Linked DNA regions of Zea mays: region 2 is linked to region 1. A link is a contact called in public Hi-C data. All regions are on one chromosome and are shown on one strand. Each heading gives the region's core, a stretch centred on a gene start, on an enhancer-like site or on the middle of the called end of the contact. The rest is flanking DNA. Distances are from core to core; before and after follow the strand shown.

Region 1 (5,912 bases), core at 2,259-4,758:
TGCAGCATTGAAGCTAAGGAGGCGAAAGAGAAAAAATAGTTTGTCTTTTAACTTTTGTGGCGAATGTTTTGCCGCTCCTACAACTAGGGGTGATAGTGAATCATGATTGAAATATTTCTTCAATATCCATTTGAGTTGTTAGAAGATTCATTTTGGTTCTTAATTAATTTTAGTTCAAAAATAAATAGAAATAGAGTATGATCTTAATGATATGATCCTTAAATTCTATTTTTGTAGTGTAAAATTTAGAGTCTACTGGCTATATCTCTTTTAATGGATACTTGATCGTCATTGGTCTTTTCTCTGGGTGGATGCTTTGCAACCAAGATCGTGTTCCTGTCATCATGTGGCGGATGCTTTGATCTCCATGGGTTGTGCAGACTGCAGAGCTGCCCTCTGGTTGATATTTTGCTACAGTTATTAGTGGATGACCGTGTTATCTCCTTGGATGGATGTTTTGCCACCACCGGGTTGATTTCTTCATAAGAACGCTATTGGGTGTCATAGCCGATGGTTCCCCTGCTCTGTCTCGCCGTTTCTGTTTTTCTTGGTATCTTATGATAATCCTTGGATTACCTCGCCTGACCTTATACTCAAAACTTGTATTTTAGTAATGTAATATGTTTCTACCTCTTTCTAATGAAATATGTATCCAAGATACCGTCGAGGAAAAAAATTATTCTGATTTCAGACCTTAGGCATGCACAACTTAATTAAATGATAGGTCTCTATAAATATTATGTTTTGACTGTATTTATGATCTAAGACTTAAGATTGTATTAAACAGTTTTTTTAGCTTTATCTTATATTTGAAAAACCGATTCAAAGGTTCAAGAGTGTGCATGCCCTTATATCCATCTCCTAGCGAGAGGGAAATGGAAATACAAACCGTAGCAGCAGCGCTGTAGCGGAGACCCATTTCTTCACCACCTTTTCTGTATCCATACTCCCTCCAACAAGAAAAGGTAATCATACAAAAGTCATGCCTCAACGGATATGATTGCTCGAACACAGATAAACAAAGACAAGATTCCGACAACATTCTGCACCCTGTGGACAATGCCAATTGTCTAGCATATTAGCCATAGACAAAGTTCCATCTCTCTCTTACGAGAAAATTTGAAATTTGTATTCCCAAGCCTCTCAAGATTTGATATCCTGATCTAACTGACTCACAGTAGCATCACATATCATTATGATAAGAGTGTCAAATCTTAAAATACTTATAAATTAGGTTGTTCATAGTGAGCAGCGCTATCGCATACAGCACCGCAGATAGAGTGGAATATGCAGTAGAAAGTTACTGCAACGGTGCAACCATGTACTCATTCAACAACTATAAACTAAGGGAGACCACCACCAACGTTATTTTTATTTTTTAGAGTGTATACCCGGCCTACTACAAACAAGGGAGGCCCACCTGCATAGCAATACAACAGCATGATGCAGTTGAGTGTGAGATGAAATAGGATTGAAAAAATAATATAATATATGGTGGTTGGTATAGAGTTGAGATTTAGAGTAAACATGACTACGTAGGATTGTAGTATAGAGTAAATAATTTTGATGACAAGGCCAAAATATTTTTTTTGGTAGAAACTTAGAGCATATGAGTATATATAGCCTAAATCATGAATGTGACATCCTTGTTCTTCATGTCCATCCTGTTTGATAAAGTGAAGAACTTTAGGGAAGTGTTTGGTTCCACCCAACTAAAGTTTAGTGGCTATCACATTGAATGTTTAAATAATAATTACTGATACTAAATATAATCTAATTATAAAACTAATTACATAAATAAAGACCAAAAGACAAGACGAATTTATTAAACCTAATAAACCTATATTTAATACTCATAATTTATAGTTAAATGTTTGGTGTGATACAAAACTAAACTTTAAAAACAGTGGAACAGTAGCCAACACTTAGAAAGATTCATAGTAATATAGTATCTTCGTGTTTCTGAAGTGTTGCTGCAATGCTGCTGGCTGCTAGACAGCCCTTGCTCTGCTGCGCTGCAAGTTTGCAATGTTCCTCCCGGGATGCGCCCCCCGCGGCTTTGCCTGGAAAAAGATAGAGGAGTAAAGGCGACGCAACGTGGGGCATGGCTGCATGCCACGCCTGTTCAATTGCTCGAGGCGGCTGCGGCGATGGCGGGCGCTCTTCGAATCGATTGGTTTGGCACGGCAGACGGCGGTGCGCGAACGCGCGCGCGGCTTTGCTCTCCTGCGCAGCGCAGGTAGGCAGGCAGGCAGCAATCATGCGCGGTGTGTTGGCGCGGCAGGGCGGCATGGCCGGATGGGCCAAGGAGTAGTGCTGGCGTATATGGTTCCTGTTGATTTTGTAGGTCGAGAATGAACTACTGTGTGAGTTACTTCTAATCATAATTCATAGGTATTTCACAATTCCTGCACCAAAACAAACACTTTGCTTTGCTCATTCATTCCCTCTGTGGCAAAGAATGTTTCCATCATCAATATACTGAAAGCGAACATATAAAAGGTACTAACCAAAAAGTTGCTTCAAAGGCATGCTTTTAAAGAAAATAACAAACTAACGGTGTCTCTGAAGCACATGTCGGACTGACTATGATTGATCCCTTAACTAGTCTGAAACTCTGAATAAACAAGATTTTTTTTTATGAAGTAGAATAATTATCAAGAGTACAAGACTGACCAAGGATGTGTCTCACTGTCCCTGTCGCAGCGCTCCTCCACTCCGTATGGTCATCTTCTGCCTGCACTGCGCCTGGAGCTAAAAGCTCCTGTAAAAACATCATGCCGTCTCTTCACACCTTGCCATCATTGTTTCGCTTGCCACTACGAGAGCTGAAGTAGAAGCAAAGCCTCACGCACCGTACCGTACCTTTGTTTGCTTGCTTGCTAGCTAGCTAGCTGCTACGGCCTCTATATAAGCGCAAAGAATTCAAGCGCTCACACTAACCGGAGCCATGGCAAAGACCGCCGCAATGCCGGCAGCGGTGGCGGTGATCGCTCTCCTGCTTATTACGACTCTACCCGTCGGGCGCGGCGAGGAGAGGAGGCCCACCGCGGCGCACCCGCACGGGCTCCCCTTCGAGAGCCCGCTCGCGCTGTCTCCGGCCGCTTACGACTTCTTCCACCCCAGCGCGCGCGCCCGTCGAGATCGCGGCGTCGCCCCGGCGCCGGCGCCGGCGCTCGCGCCTCGCGGGCAGCAGCAGCAGCTGAGAGAGTCCGCGGTCCGAGGAGGAACATCGTCGGCAAGCGTGGCCAAGGCCGACCGGGAAGAAGGGGGCGTGGCGCCCGTGGATACGCACGGGCGCCACGGCCACAAGGTGGCGGGCGTGTTCGTCGGCGCGGCAGCGGCCGCGCTGGTGGCTATCGGCGTTGCGTACGCCGTGGTGCGGCGCCGGGTCGTGGCGGCGCGCGGTGGCGCGGGCACGGGCGCGGGCGCGCCCAAGTCGAACGCCTAGCGTAGTGTGCTGGTAGCCTGGTAGCTTCAGGGCTGGTTTGCGACGTGTGTCGTGTGTGGTAGCTGTAGGTGGGCTCAGATAGTTGGGCCGGGCTGTTTGTATAAATATGGAATGCAAGGTGCTCTTTGTTTGGGTCTACCGGAAATTATCCAGATGCAAGATGCTGCCGAGCGGGGGAGGGCGCTATCCTTTTTGGAGAGTCAGCCAGTCCCAGTCAAGACTCTGCAATTTGGACATCACTTTTCCATAGATAGAAGTGGCACCGTTGACCTTCCTCGAGCTTGCTTTGAGTTCAAGTCCATGTTGCACAGACCAACACACACCACCACCGTCCAGGCTAGAATCGCTTCTGGTCTCTCCCGGTGCACAGACCAAAGTACCTCTCGCTTTGGTTTGGCCTCTCTATAGATGGCCAAAAAGCACGAGGCCCGTGAGCCCGGCACGAAGCCCGCTTTTTGGGCCCGGTCCGAACCCGGCACGGTAGAATAAGCGGGCGGGCTTGGACAGGAAACTAGGCACGGCGGGCTAGCCCGGCACGGCCCGTTTACCTCTAAGCCCGTTAAGCCCGGTTTTTTTACACTAAAACGTACTTACCGGCCCGTTTAGCCCGCTTTTCGGCCCGTTTTTTCGTGCTAAACGGGCCGGCCCGGCCCGTTTAGGCCCACTGCAGGCCGGGCTTGGACAGAAAATTAAGCCCGCTGGCACAGCAGGCCCGGCCCGGTTTTTGGCCGGGCTTCACCGGGCCCGGGCCGGGCCGGGCCGGGCGGCCCGTTTGGCCATCTCTAGGCCTCTCTCTTCACTTTCATTTTCAGCATCACACATTCACAATGGCCGTCGTTCGCCTCCATGAGTGCGCCAAAAAACTACTCCGTAGGTTGGCAGGTCGCATGGCTTCATGCTGCTCAAGGAGACGAAGACGGTCGGTTCCTCTGCGGACAGCAGAAAGATAGCAGCTTCAGGTCGGTCACCCTAAAGTTTTAATGGTCTCCACAAGCTCATGACAAACTCAAGGCAAATTGACTAGTGGATGAGACATGGTGTTTGATGAAAACGGATTACTGCAGTCTGCAGATTAATAACTTATCCAGCCCACAATGGTACTAAGGGTGTGTTTATTTTCTCCTAGATTATTTAAGTTAGATTATGGTGAAAGGATAGATTAGATATCTTATTTCAGCTTATTTATAATCCTAAAGTGATATTTTACCCTCTTATTCTTTCACCATAATCCTCCTACTCTTTCACCATAATCTAACTTAGGAGGGAAACAAACCGGGCCTAAACCTGGAGCTGAAGTCATGATGAGTAAAACTGAATCGGAGACTGAGATTATATACAGGTATAGTGAATGACAGTCTGAGACCTTAGTTAGAGATGGAAGAGCAGAACTGACACTCAGGGTGACCAGGGATGGACTGACCATTAGAGAACGACCATAGTTTCCATTGAAGTGTTGGCAACGTCAGCAAAGTAACATACATTCTTTATTACCAATACATATATGTAAAAAATAGTTAGACGAGTCCTGCCTTTCACAGGGCTACAACAATGACCTCGAAGTAACATCCACCTGCTCAGGGAAGCATCGGTAGAATCAATCAGCTCGGTTCAGAATTTCAGATAAATCGGTCATTGGAAGTATCTCTTTTTTTAAAAAAAAAAACATGTTCAATCCGGGTACAGGGAAGTATGAGCACATCAGTGGCTTGAAAAAGAGTCTTCCTCGGTTACCATGTTCAACATGGAGCTTGAATCACCACCCACGCGAACTAAGGTACACAACAAGTCGCCCAAGGGTCTCGTCCACTGCCTTGTTCCATACATGAGCCAGTTCAGTTGAGCTTCTTCGACTGGCAATTTCACCAGGCTGTGCAACAGGAAACATTATTACATCGAGGATAGATTCATCATGAGAAAGAAAGCTAACACACGTAATTAGGAAGATAAGTAAAACTTACGAAGATAACAGTTTTGATTTACTGCCACGGCTGCTGGGGTTATGAAAGGGAACGATACTACTTACTGCTCATATGTAATTATGTCCCCATAAAAAAACTTAACACAACCATGCTAATAGGCTTACCACTGTCCAGCTTCAGATTTCGACAGATTAAATACACATGTTCTACGGCCACATAACATTTTTTTTTCTACAGATCATGCTCACTGCCACAGATGTGATACTTACAGTTCATTTGGACAATTAGTTCGCTATGAATTTTGCAGTATATCAAGGTTTATCTTGATATGCAAGAAAATTGATAGGATAACAGTTCTAGACAAAGATAAAAAAAAACTGCAACATTTCTTTAGAAGGGTAACAGATAAGCATGTTGAATTTGAATAACTTGCCATGATTCCTCATTAGACAAACATGAGATAACCCTTTGACACGTGGGATGTGTCTAAACCTCTGGTAAGAGAAAATGCATGCCATAGCAGTGTCCAAGCAGTAGTTTTG
Region 2 (5,912 bases), core at 2,222-4,721, 690 kb before region 1:
AACATTGTTGGGTTGTAGAATGACGGCCACGCCGGGTCGTCACCCCGACCGGAGGGACCACCCCAGGTGGAGTCGCCACTCCCGTGGCCGCCCTTGTGGGAACGACGACCTCCGTCGGCGGTTGGAGCTGGACGAGGGGCCGCATGGACGGTGGGGGAGGGCGGGTAGGAGCCCCGGTGAACGAAGGGATAGGGGCCTGGCTCCCCGAGGGCGCCTGACCATCGGTAGGCGCGATAGAGGGCCGGGGCAGGAGCGGGTGTCTCAGTCTCTGTGGCGAGCTCCTCGAGGAGAAACTTGTTGCGGACGACGTGGAAGGTGAGGAAGGGCATGATCCTCTTGATGAGAGCCTTCAGGTGGCCATAGCGGGGGTTGAGGCCACACAGAGGGAGTCCGCCATGCCCTTCATTTGGCGGTAGTACTCACTCATGGAGAGGTCCCCCTGAGAGAATAGGTGAAACTGCGCGTCGAGGTGGAGTCCCGGAGCCTCCCGGTTCCCGAGGAACTGCTCCTCGAGGGTGATCCACGCCTGGCGAGCGGTGGTCTCCTGGTCGCGGACGATGTCCTAGAGCTCGACGATGATGGTGCCGTTAAGCCACGAGAGGACCACGTTGTCCATCTGGTACCAAGATGGGGACAGCGGGGCGACAGTCGAGAAGGAGCCCGCGGCGTGGAGGAGGTCGGGCACGAGGTCGGGGAGAAGAGCGGCGGCGGCCGTGTCTGTGCTACGCTGCGCATGTCGCCCCCTGAGACCGTGCCTGCAGTGCCCAAGGCGGTCGCGCTTGCATAGCCGAGGGCGGCGTCACGCCCGCCAATGGACGGGGCGACAGGGGAGGCGCTGAGAACGGTGGATCCATAGGGGAAGTGAGCCGTCGGGGAAGGTGGTCTATGGGAGAAGCTGGCTAGCGGGAGAGGAGGGGTGCCGATGGCTGGGGGGAGGTAGGAGGGGAGAGAAAAACTGAAATTATGGAACCTAGCTCTATACCATGTAGGAAACCCTAACCCTAACCCTGGGTTGGGACTTGTATTAATAGACGAAGTGAAGTTGGGCCTGGCCCATTACACAAGGGTGAGAAGGTAATTACAAGGGGCTAACTCCAAAACCCTAGAAGAGGTTCTAACATTGCCCGCTCCGCCCTTGTTGCTACCATCGCCGCAACCAAGTCTGCCGTTGTGGTTGCTCGGGAATGCGAGTGGGCTGCTACTCTCGCCTGGGAGCAAGAACGTGCCACTGCTGATGCTCTTGCTCGATAGCTTGTGGAGGATGAGCAACAACTTGGGGATGCTGTAGTCGCTGATTCCTTCCTCGAGTATGATTGGTTTTCCTAATGTACGAAGTTGCTATCATCGCTAACCTTCATACTCAAGCGGTCAGTGTCCAGAACATTTGGTTGTTGGTTCCGTCTTCCAGCTACGCCCGCTGGCGTGACCTTGTCCACCTTTTCTTGGATAAAGCGATTCCTCGAATCAAACACCCCCTTAGTGGTTAGATTGGCTCTGCGGCATGAAACATTGTATGAAGTGGTTTTCATTGTCATCTTGCTATCGCACTGATGCTTTGATTGCTTTCCACGCACTGAGTCAACAACAGGCGGATAGTACCTTCTGAATGATATTTTTTGCTATTCATTTAATTGCTACATGCACCTCCTTATATTGTTACCTCCTACCTCTGCCAGATGCAAATAAAACTGGTGTGGCCCATGAGGCAATAAACAATATTCGTAGAGCAAGCAAAACAATGACCGAACAGGAAGCGAGGCAGATACTGGGTGTCTCAGAGAATTCGACGTGGGAAGAGATCGTACAGGTCTGCCCTTCTGTCCCGTTTCTCATTTGACGTGCTTTTATTCGGGTGCACGGTTCTCACTTCAATTCGAACATACAACTATGTGTTATGCAGCGATACGATAACTTGTTTGAAAGGAACGGCAAATCTGGGAGCTTTTACCTCCAATCGAAGGTTCACCGGGCCAAGGAGTGCCTAGAAACAGTGTACCAAAAGAACAAACAAGATGAGCCTCCTAACTGAAATCCCGCCCCTTGAGTCTGCTGTTGACATTCTTTTCCCCCTCATAAGAGAACTGTACATACCAACAACGGTCGCTGCTGTTGTACCAGTAGTATGCAATGCGGAACCAATAAGCTTTGTGTGCAGCGACTGAAACTCCTACATGTGTAAGACTGATCAGTAAGGTCTCACTGGGCTCTGGCTCGGTGGCGCTTACAACTTTGTTATTTTGCCATATGATGATTGTGCCAAACCATTATTCTTGATACTACCTGCATTGATGTGAAATCCATAATTTTTACTCTCTCCGTCCTAAAATATGATTTATTTTAGCTCTTGATGTTTATGTCTATACTCAAATAGATGATGATGAATGTAGAAATATATAAAATATATAAATCAAGCATTATGGAGCTATTAGTTGTATTATGAATCTATTAATTGTATTACGAATCTATTAATTATTTAAAACGAATTTTAATTGGCGACGGAGGGAGAACTTTTCGAATTTTTGATTGAGGGTGTCGGATGGAGACATATTGGAGGGGATGTAGGTTCGGCTTGCGTGTTGGAAACATTTGCTGTCCTTGCTGTTAGGCTGCCAAACGGGCATGTCCTCGTTTGTGAGGAAATAATGGTGGTCAGCCTATCAATCCGGCGAAGAATTCTGCATGATTCCAAAATGTTTGGTACTGGTTCCAGTGTCCGGCTGACCAATTGCGCTGTTACATTTCATTTTACGAGACTCGGCAGCAGGTTCAAAATCGTTTTTCTTATACAGCTACTAGTATATCTTTAGCCTAGGCCCAAGGGTGGTGGTCAGTCCTCAGCTGATGCTCGCTGGTCCACTGAAGCCTGATAGTGATAGCTGGTTGTGTGCGGTGTGCCCCCTTCGGATCACCAATCGTGTTTCTGTTCCAGTTCAACCGTGCAGAAAATTCAGTATCAGTCGTTTTCATCCAGCGATGTTACTGCGAGGTACGAACAGAAGGAGAAGTCCTTCATTCCCTTTCCATTTGACGGGATCGCTGGAACGGACCCCGCCGTGTTCGTGCATCGCGCTTGTCAGGATGCTATTGGTGGGCCGGGCTGCAGTGCAAGGTTGGATAGCAGCGTACGCGTCCCTAATTAAAACAGCAGCTGGGGCCTTTGGGGTGAGGCAGCCGAGGTGTCCAAGTGCAAGTGATACGAGTACGATACGTATAATCATTATCATTATCAAGTAGGGGTTACATATATCGGACGATAAATGTACGTATCCCGGGAATACACAAACACACACAGTCCAGGTAGGGCCCATGTATCAGAGAGTAGGACTAGGGACTTGTGTACACTGGTCTGGATGGAATCATACCGTGGCCCTCGTGGCCTCGTGGGTGGGACACCACACGTCCTACACTGCGAGCGCGAGGCAAGAGGAGGGGGAGAAGGCGACGCGGCGCGATCATGCGAGCGACGGCGGGCGTTTGAGCTGTTCGCCACCTACCCCTCCCTCCTTCCTTTCATTTTTCTGGAAGACTTCTTCGGCCTCACGCATCTCCTCCTCCAATCCAATTCACAAACACACACGGGCAATCAATTAGCAGAACCCGCGCCACCCCCCTTCCTCGGAGTCGGAGCGAGTCGAGGAACGGCTCGTCTGCCTCTCCCGTTCTCCTTCCTCTCCTCCCCAGAAGATCCGATCCATCATCGAGGACTCGCCGGGAAGAATCAAGGATATATAGATAATATACAAACAAAGGTTCCTCCAGAGCCCAGAGGTGCGTACGATTCCCCCCCACCCCCGATCGCTCGCTGGCTTACCTCTATCTGTTGTTCGTCCCATTCATTCGTCGTCGATGCGATACGTTTGGCCGCTTGTCTACTTTGATTGATCGTTGAGAACCGGGATCCTTTTTTTTTCCTTCTCGGGGGGTAAACAGGATCAGGAAATTCAGGATTCCGTTGGTGCGTGCGTGCGTGTGTTCGAGTCGTTGTGCACACACACACACACCAGGAAAATCTCCGCAGGCCGCAACATCTTGTCCGCCCCCATTTCACCTTCGTCTCCAAACTGGAGACGGGCCGCCGCCGTACGTCCGTCGCCTTCAGTTTTACGGGCTCTTGTTTCCGACGATCGACGCGCAGGAGCTCGGGCCCCCGCCCGTTTTTCGAGAACACGTTGCCAATTTTAGAGAAGGCGCGTGCGCATTCTTGTGCGTCGCATGTTTTCCGGAGCGTGCGCATCCGTGTGTTGCGTGCTGGAGACTGGAGAGCAAGTGGTGTTAAGGAGTAGTACAGAATTAGCAACGCGGAGGAGTTGGTGGCCGAAATGGCTCCTCACGTATGAACTAGGTCAGGCTGATATACTATTAGTTACAGAATAATCTTAATCTTGGTTAGAAGTTAGAACCCACCTTAGACAGACAGGGGTGGCTTTCTGAATAGACAGGCATGCAATAGATGTTGCCAAGCTGGTAGTCGTAAGCGTCACTGTTGCCAAGCTGGTAGTCAAACCAACCGAAGGGACTCAGCACAAGCACTGCCTAGTGCATAATCCGACGTGGCAGCGCTGCACTGGCCTGACTGAGGAGGAGCCCCTTTGTTCGCCTCTGTGCGTCTGCGCAAATTCCTCACCACGTCATCGCGTGCGTGGCGCCGGTGTTTGGTTTAGGTAATCTAGTAATAAAAGGGATTGAAATGGATTGATATGTATTGTGATAGTTTTTTGATTTATTAGGAATTTATACACTCTCCAATCCCTCCAAACCATTTCAATACTAAAGTAACCAAAGTTTAGTTTGTGACTTCGTGTCATATCAAATATTTGAATATCAATTATGAGTATTAAATATCGACTTAATTAGGTTTAATAAATTTCTATCGTCTTTTAGTCCTTATCTATGAATTTAGTTTTATAATTAGACTATATTTAATATATGTAATTATTATTAAAACATTTGATATGCTGGGTGAAACCAAACGTCAGATGCGAAGGAAAAAAAGAAAACATCTCCCGTCCCCACCAGTCATCCTGCTTTGTGAACAGTACTCTGTTCTTTCTCCACATCCTGCGCTGGGAGGGGGACACTAGTCATGGCCACTGTTTTGAGTTGTGTGGCCCGACAGTCAGTCAGTCCCGGAGTTCCGCTGCCATGCATTTGGAAATGCCTGTTCGTAACGCGTGCAAAAAAAAAGGGCCCCTACTTCAGAAATCGGAACCTGCAAATGGTACTGCTGCGGTGCTTTCTGCTCTCGCCGTGAAATGGCCCGGGCCTAGGAATTAGGACTGCACACTGCACAGGGATCTGGGGGCCGATCGAAGTTTCTTTGACACCTGTGCACAGCACATCAACCATGGGAAACCTCGTGCGCGCACGCAGCAGGAGCCGGTCGCAGCGCCGAAGCTCCACGCCTCCCCAGTCCCCACCCAGATCTCGCTGGGCTCCCGTTGACCTGCCTCCTCTTGGTATGGTAGTAGGGTCATACGGACGACGGGCCTGAACTATTTATTATCCCGAGAGCTTACAAGAAATGCCTTTGCAGCACGGGCTAATCAATCAATGGACCGTCTGCTACTTCTACCATGTCGCCTCCCTTGTGCTGGCCGATCTATCACCTTGGTGAATAACTGACCGTAGTCCGCAGATGTCGTTTTCATTTTGCTGATTAATGAAACCTACTACAAGTACGTGATGCATCGCCACCTTCCTTCCTGCTTTAAAAACTAAATTAAAAAGTCTAGAACGGTCTCAGATTATACCACAAAGACACTCGAGGAGTCGAGGTGGTGGCTACCTACCTGAAGCTGCTTTCTTCTAGTTGTTCTCCTTGCCACTTAAGCACCAACTCAATGGTTTGGTCCAGGTCACTCTGCTTTCTGTTGGGCGGTAGTACGTAGCACTCACACATGCGTTCAGACTTG

Evidence for each region. A called contact is a pair of places that touch in the nucleus more often than the background predicts.
Region 2: a Hi-C map of ear shows a contact between it and region 1, with 1.9 times the contacts expected there. The contact joins the promoter of LOC100216974 here to the enhancer-like site in region 1. A contact is called at or near these places in 2 of 25 Hi-C or Micro-C datasets (ear and tassel).

The regions. Positions count from the first base shown.
Region 1 is chr1:235,866,462-235,872,373 of Zm-B73-REFERENCE-NAM-5.0, reverse strand. It overlaps LOC100275748, which reads right to left. Exons shown (of 3, transcript NM_001353771.1): 3 at 4,920-5,318. The coding sequence ends at 5,205. Among protein-coding and RNA genes, the nearest start is that of LOC100275748, 4.9 kb to the right of the region's middle. Within about 2 kb of position 3,508, at least 18 of the 20 cell types and tissues checked have an H3K27ac peak or open chromatin away from gene starts, as enhancers often do. A contact at or near this core is called in ear and tassel, where this site is marked.
Region 2 is chr1:236,553,593-236,559,504 of Zm-B73-REFERENCE-NAM-5.0, reverse strand. It overlaps LOC100216974, which reads left to right and starts at 3,471. Exons shown (of 8, transcript NM_001317379.1): 1 at 3,471-3,768. It overlaps LOC100286228 (mitochondrial import inner membrane translocase subunit TIM16), which reads left to right. Exons shown (of 4, transcript NM_001159116.2): 3 at 1,677-1,807; 4 at 1,901-2,273. The coding sequence ends at 2,029.